Regions from separate parts of the Mus musculus genome. Here region 2 is linked to region 1. Evidence: chromatin contacts called from public promoter capture Hi-C data. All regions are on one chromosome and are shown on one strand. The core of a region is the stretch at or near the end of the contact, and the rest is flanking DNA. Distances in the headings are between cores, read along the strand shown. Region 1 holds the start of Paqr3 (progestin and adipoQ receptor family member III). Region 2 has its middle 40 kb from the start of Gm34097.

Evidence for each region. Promoter capture Hi-C pulls out the DNA fragments that hold promoters and counts their contacts.
Region 2: a contact with region 1 is called in a promoter capture Hi-C map of pre-B cells, with 3 times the contacts expected there. The contact joins the enhancer-like site here to the promoter of Paqr3 in region 1. A contact is called at or near these places in 5 of 39 promoter capture datasets (the 3T3-L1 cell line, the C10 cell line, hippocampal neurons and 2 more), 2 of 15 datasets of contacts at CTCF or cohesin (large pre-B cells and pro-B cells), 4 of 484 Hi-C or Micro-C datasets (embryonic stem cells and uterus) and 1 of 9 other capture datasets (embryonic stem cells).

Annotation. Positions count from the first base shown.
Region 1 is chr5:97,109,850-97,113,330 of GRCm38.p6, forward strand. It overlaps Paqr3 (progestin and adipoQ receptor family member III), which reads right to left and starts at 1,747. Exons shown (of 7, transcript NM_001359910.1): 1 at 1,410-1,747. The coding sequence starts at 1,594.
Region 2 is chr5:97,805,467-97,808,947 of GRCm38.p6, forward strand. No RefSeq gene overlaps it. Among named protein-coding and RNA genes, the nearest start is that of Gm34097, 40 kb to the right of the region's middle. Within about 2 kb of position 1,890, at least 44 of the 459 cell types and tissues checked have an H3K27ac peak or open chromatin away from gene starts, as enhancers often do. A contact at or near this core is called in pre-B cells, pro-B cells and uterus, where this site is marked.

The DNA.
Region 1 (3,481 bases), core at 497-2,996:
CTTGGATAAGATCAACATTGTAGGAAGACTATCCCCACAAAAGACAAAGTAGTACTGTCAGAAAAGCTGGGCACTCGTAAATTTTGTTTATCTTCAAAATCAACAGGTTAACTCTTGCTCAAATTTCTGAAGCAGTTAAGAGGCATGTTTGTGAACTTGCATCTGACTCAACAACTCAAGATCTAACGTTTTATAAGTCCTGGTTTCAACTCCTTCAGATTTGGACTCAAGACATCAGAATGCAGAGGAGCACTGCTGGGTGGGTACAATATTCACAGCAGTCCACTTCTGGCCTGTCTCCTCCATCCCCACAGCAGGGCCTAGCTCTGATTTCTTAATTATGTACCAGAAGCACTGGGGAGATAAAGCAGTAATTAAAACTCAAATTGTGACATCCACTTGGTCATCCATTCAAACAAGGCCACAAAAATCCTTTCAAGGCAGTACAAAAAGAAATGGGATGGGGAAAGACTGTGCTGGAGAGATCAATAAACGCACACGTGGCTGCTAGTTGGGCAATTCAACAGCCCACACTGTGGGAAGCAGAGATGGCCACTCCAGTGACCTGGAGGGCTGCACCATGCTTCTGATAGAGCAAAAACTTTAGTACATACAGTGAGGTCTGACAGAAGACTACCCTGAAAACCAAAGCCATTTTTAAAATTTTCTTTTTAAACAGAAGCTTCTGAGACTCTCATTTTAAAGCTCTAAATCAACAAACCCATGTTGTTTGGAGGCTTCTAAGGTGTTCTGTTGGTCTGGCTGTCCCCTTTCAGAGTTCTTTGCTACAGGGTTTCTCCTACACAGCACTTTCCACAATTACTATTATGTAATAGTGTAATTATCCCTTTAGTGTCTGCCACTCAGGCTAGACCTCAGCAGCTTCATGGGAACGAGGACCATGCCTGCCTTCTGCAACTGGTATAGTGCCTATTAGCTAGCAGAGCCTCAATGCGCATTTGGTAGATGATTGAATGAATCAGGGCTTCCCACATACATATGCACAACAATGTGGACCTGTCTGCTATTGAATGGACATTCAGCTGGCCAACACTTCTGAATCCCCACAGAGCTGCCCTAGAAACACAGCTCAGGTATACAAAGCAAATAAGGTTCGGCCTTTGTCAGTAGGGAAGATTCCAACCCATATCCCCAGTGATTACCAAATGGAAAAAAGGATGTAAAAGCGCTTTGTAAACAGCAAAGGGCCAATGGAGAAGGGAACGATGACCACTGTAAATATCATTGTTATTTCGTGGATCAAGGGCCCGCGGAGGAGAGAGAGCAGAAAAAAGATAAAGGGCCCAAAGGTGAGGAATTGATGCGCACAGAGAATAGCGGAGAAAGATGGGGAGAGCAGACAAAAAGCGTGAGAGGAGAGGATGCGCCGCAGGGAGCAGCCACTGTACCTTTTGATACACAGTCTGGAAGGAAGGTAGGCCCGGTAGCCGTCGGTGATGTAGGGGTTGTCTTTGAGGGATACCGGGATCTGTTCATAGGTGTAGAGGCGGATGCCGCGGGGTACCAGGACCGGCCAGTATTGGTAGCTGCCCAGCTCGATGTAGTGCGCACTCTTCAGCAGCTTCTGATGCATGGTTCCCAGGCGCCGGCCCGGCCCCGCCTCCCCGGGGAGGGGGCTTTGCCGCTGGCGCCCCCGCCCCGGAGCCGCCGCCGCTGAGCCAGGAGCTTCGGCCCGCGTCTGCTCAGGCCCGGCTCCGCTACACACACCTCCGCCGCTTCAGCTCTGGACGGCCGCCGGCGTCGCAGCCTGGTCTGACGTCAGCGCGCCGAAAAGCCCCGCCCTCTCCACGCCCCTCGCCTTGGCGGCCCGCCCTTCCTTCGGGCTTTACCAGCAGGACCCGCCTGCCGCCCCGTCCTTTACCTGGCTGGAGAGCCCCCTAGTTCCTCCTTCGCCAGCCAGTCAACCTCTGGCCCCGCCCTACTGGGTGTCCCGCCCCTAGCCAAACCCTCTTAGCCGGTCCACCGCTAGTCCCGCCCTTCTACCCGGGCCGCCCCTAGTCCCGCCCCCATCCGGCCCGCCCCTAGCCCCGCCCTTCTGCTCTGCCCGCCCCTAGCCCCGCCCCTATCTGGCCCACCCCTAACTCCAATCAGGTCCGCCCATCTCCCTTCAGCTTCAGGTGAAAAATCCAAATCCAAGTACGACCAAATCCAAGTGATTCTTTTTTTTCTGTTTTCCATTAGAAGTGATATTTACTGTATTTTGAATAACAAGAAGAGAGTAACAGAAAGGTAAATAATTCAAGCTAACTTACAGCTGGATGGTGTATTGTTGATGAGATACACACAGAAGGGACCTTGGTGTGGATTTTTTGTTTTTGTTTTGTTTTGTTTGTTTTTGACTACTAGGTACATTAGGATTTTTTATATATTATATTTATTAACAAGTTAAGGTCGTATTTAGGACAAGACACATATCATAGTAATTCATATAAATATCTACCTATATACACTGATACAGCTGTGTGAACTGAGGAATTATTTTATGATGGCAAGGTTAAACTTGAAACTTATCTTTAAAGTACGTTTATAAGAGGTAAGAAATGTGATCATGTCTTCAAGGTGAGTCACTACTGAGTGAGAGTCATCTGGTAATTATCTTTGAGTTCAGGGGAAGACCATGAAAATGTAAATATATATATTAAAAGACCATAAATATTTTATTGTTGGACAGTTTATCAGTCGGGAAAGAGACTCATTCTGGATATCACCAATCGTTTTGTTTTAGTTCAAACTGTCTAACTCAGATTTCTTTCTTTTATAGAATACAATGATACTTTATAAAACTTAATGTTTTTCCATATAATATATCCTGATCACTGCTTTCTTTCCCCCATCTTCTTCCAAATCACTCCTACCTTCTCGCCATTGAAATTCCATGCCCTTTTCCTCTCTCTAGAAAACAGACAGGTAGTTTAAAAATAAAACTATGAAACAAATAAAACAAAGGAAAAGCACAATAAACACAAATGTACAGAGATATGTACACATAGAAGCACACAAATACAGACAACTCTATAAAAAACACAAAATCAGAAACCATAATACAAGCAAAAGATCAACAGATAAAAAAGTCCAGCAATGTGGGACAAAACTTTTTTTTTTGGTAAGGCAAAGGACATTGTCAATGGGACAAAATGGCAGACTGGGCAAAGATCTTCACTAACTCTTCATCAGACAGTGGGCTAATATCCAAAATATATAAATATACAAAGAATTCAAGAAGTTAGACTCCAAAAAAACCAAACCAAAACCAAACAAAACAAAAAAACCAACCAACCAACCAAACAACAACAACAAAACCCAAATAGCCCATTTTTTTAAAAATGAGGTACAGAACTAAACAGAGAATTCTCAACAAAGGAATCTTTGAGTGACTGAGAAGTACTTAATGAAATGTTCAACATCCTTAGTCATTGGGGAAATGCAAATCAAAACGACCCTGAGATTCCACCTCACACCA
Region 2 (3,481 bases), core at 640-3,139, 700 kb after region 1:
AAACAAGTCCATATTTGGTGGAGACATGCCCCTGCCGCCCTGATTGGCTGAAGCTGCATGCCTGGTGAGGTGACGTGGCCTGCTGTGAGTGGATGGGGACTGAGAGTATATAAGAGTGAGAGGCCCGGGGTTTGGGGGAGATAGATGAGGAAAAAGATGAAGCGAGAGAGATGAAGACTGAAGTTTGCTGAATAAGCTGCTGGTAGAAGGACTGGTGGTCGTGTCGTTCTTGCTGGTCGAGAGCGGACGCGACAGCAACTGTAGATTTTCCTCTAAAATTCATAAATTTTCTAGTCCTGTATAGATAAATATATTGCCTACACTAGTCATGATATACTTCTTTTTAGCAGGTTTTCAGATCTTGAAAACATGTATATGCACCTAAAATTATACAGATTGATCAGGTTCTGTTTATGGAGAGAGAGAGAAGGAGAGAGAGAGAGAGAGAGAGAGAGAGAGAGAGAGAGAGAGAGGGAGGGAGAGGGAGAGGGAGAGGGAGAGGGAGAGGGAGAGGGAGAGGGAGAGGGAGAGGGAGAGGGAGAGGGAGAGGGAGAGGGAGAGGGAGAGAGAATTGAAAAGGGCCATTTATTTGAAAGAAAGTAAAATGAGAGGGATTCATGGTAAGGTTTAGGAAGAAGAGGAGAGGGCTGGAGAGATGGCTCAGTGGTTAAGAGCACTAACTGCTCTTCCAGAGGTCCTGAGTTCAAAACCCAGCAACCACATGGTCGCTCACAACCATCTGTAATGTGATCTGACGCCCTCTTCTGATGTGTCTGAAGACAGCTACAGTGTACTTATAATAAATAAATAAATAAATAAATAAATCTTTAAAAACAAAGAAAGCGGAGGAAAGGACATGGTAAATAATGTAATTATGTTACATCTCAAGAAATTACTTAGAAATAATGTGATTATTATTGTAATTAACATGGGAAGCATTTTTGAGGAAAAGTTAAAGGTATATAAATATATAACAACTTTTAATGTTCAGAAATCCATCTTTAGAATTCTAACAATATCTCTGCCCTGTTCCTGCTTCTGCTGCTGTGTTTTCTCTATTCTCCAGCCCTGCTATTCTCCCATCTATTGCAGATAGCCTTGACTAGGTCCAGTCTGCTGCCCATGTTCAGTCTACTTTCTCTCCCTGCTCTAGACTCTTCCAGATGTGCCTAAATGTTCTCTCTGTCTCTCTGTATCTCTCGGTGTGTCTCTGTCTCTCTCTCTTTCTCATATATCTACAATAAAAACATCACCTAGTTATCAATAATAACCACAAATAGTAATTCATCAAGTATTAAAGATTATGATAAAATAAAGGCCCTTTACCCCACTCCTCTCTTTAATAGTAGTAAAATAGTAAAAGAGTGGGGGAAATGCCTGCTTCAAAAACAGTAAAAAGATAAAAGAAAAATTCCAAAACATGGGAGAGGTTCCAAATTGAATGGAATTTGTACCAAATCAATAAAGGTTTTTTTGAGGCAACCTCTAATGAGCTCATAGTTCACAACATATAGTATCATTTTAAACCAGCCAGAACAGCTCAATCAATAACTTTCCCAGCAATAAGAATATTGACAGTAGGTGGAAGACTACAGCATACAACAGCAAATGGAGAGGGAAGGGAAAGAATTAGGTAGAACAGATAGTCCTAGAAGAATCAGAGTGCCTGAGCAGAGGGAGAGGCCTTCATTGCTGGGCAAAATAAACAGAAAACAATAGACTCTGGAGTTTCCACAATTTACCCCTAATTCCCACTGTGACTACATTTGGAGATGTAGCTTAAATGAGATCACAAGGGTGTGGCTCTGGTCTGGTATTTCTGGTGTCTTTGAAACAAGACAGAGGCCAGCAGCATGCACTCAGAGAGTAGAGGCTGTGTGAGGACATAGAAATAAGACTAAGTCAACAGAGAAACCTCAGGAGGAAGTAAGCTTTGAAACCTGGAGTAGGGGTGCCCAGCCTTCTGAAGCATGATGAATTAATTCCAACATGTGGTTTTGATTTAGGGAAGCAAAAACAAGCTACTGAGAACACTAAGTCTGAAATTAGCATAAAGAAAATCTATACCATTTCAGGGCTTTCTTCATAGCGACTCAGACCTAGTCTTTGAAAAACATTGAAGGTAGAATACAAGATAAACAGTGTGTGGAAGGATAGTTTTTTGAGGCCCTATAGCCATGGTGAAACTTCATGAGTATACATTTATTTGACTGGGTATGAATAACAACATCTGTTCAATCCCTAAACAAATGTCTCCACAATGGGGGTACTCTTAGAATGGGTACATTTAGACACAAACTTATCTCACATCTAAGCATATATCTAATATATGTTTTCCATTTTTGAATTATTGAGTTTTTCTTTCCCCAATAAAATCCTAAGAAAAAATAATGCCCGGTTTCTAGTTTTCAACACCTCTCAATATCTTTTTAAAATAAAAATTATTGAGTCTGGAGAGACAGCCATAAAGAGTACTTTTGGCTCTTGCAGATGACCCAGGTTCAGCTCCCAGAACTCAAAAGTTGGGTAGTGACCATCTGTAACTACAGTTTCAGATCTCATGCCTCTTCTCACATTATTGGGCTCCTCTATGCATGAGGAGCACAAACATATACGTAAGCACATACACATAAAATAAATGAATATTTTTAAAATAAATAATTCTCATAAAATTCAAATAAGAAGATTTTTTTCTGTTACCTTTAGTGACAATCTCCAGATGTTGAAGAGCTAAGAGCTCTCCATTTTTTTGAAGCATTCGTGCATGTATGAGTGTATGCCAGTCTATCTCTCTAGCCATATATTCTTGTGAAGATTTACAAAAAGCATAGTATAATACATAATTTTCTTTATACTCAATGTACATTAGCAGTTTTCCTTTTCTTCCTGTATAGACCTAATTCTCTTAAATTATTACACACTACAAACCATAGTTAAAGTTGTTGTATTCCTAAAGGGCTCTTGTGTTCTTTTATTTTTCTCTTATAAATATTGTAATGAGCAGCCTTATAGATACATTATAACAGATTATAAGTATAGTCATTGGATAAATGCATGGCAGAAGTTATATAAATTTATGTGAAAAAGAAAGGAAAAATTCCAAAATTCACTCAGACACAAAGAAATAGCCTAACTAGACCCATTTCTAGTGATGCAATGAAGACAGAAGCAAAGGGATTACAAGCATATATCAAATTGCTGACATTTTTTTGTAAATCTGGGTATCCAAACCGATGTCCTGAGGCTTGTATTTCGAGCTCTCTACCAGCAGGCCTTCTCCCCAGACTCACAAGCTAATTTTTACTTTTGTGCTAAGTGATTTAAAAAAATCAAAATCAATTTGCTTTATTCTTATAAACTTTTCAAACCTTTCATTGTAAAAGAAACAAGCAAAATCTATAGAAGGCCAGGAAAGACTCAGATACATTGAAATATGTGGCTTATTCTTAAGTAGAAACCTGAAGTATTCTAAGATGCCAAT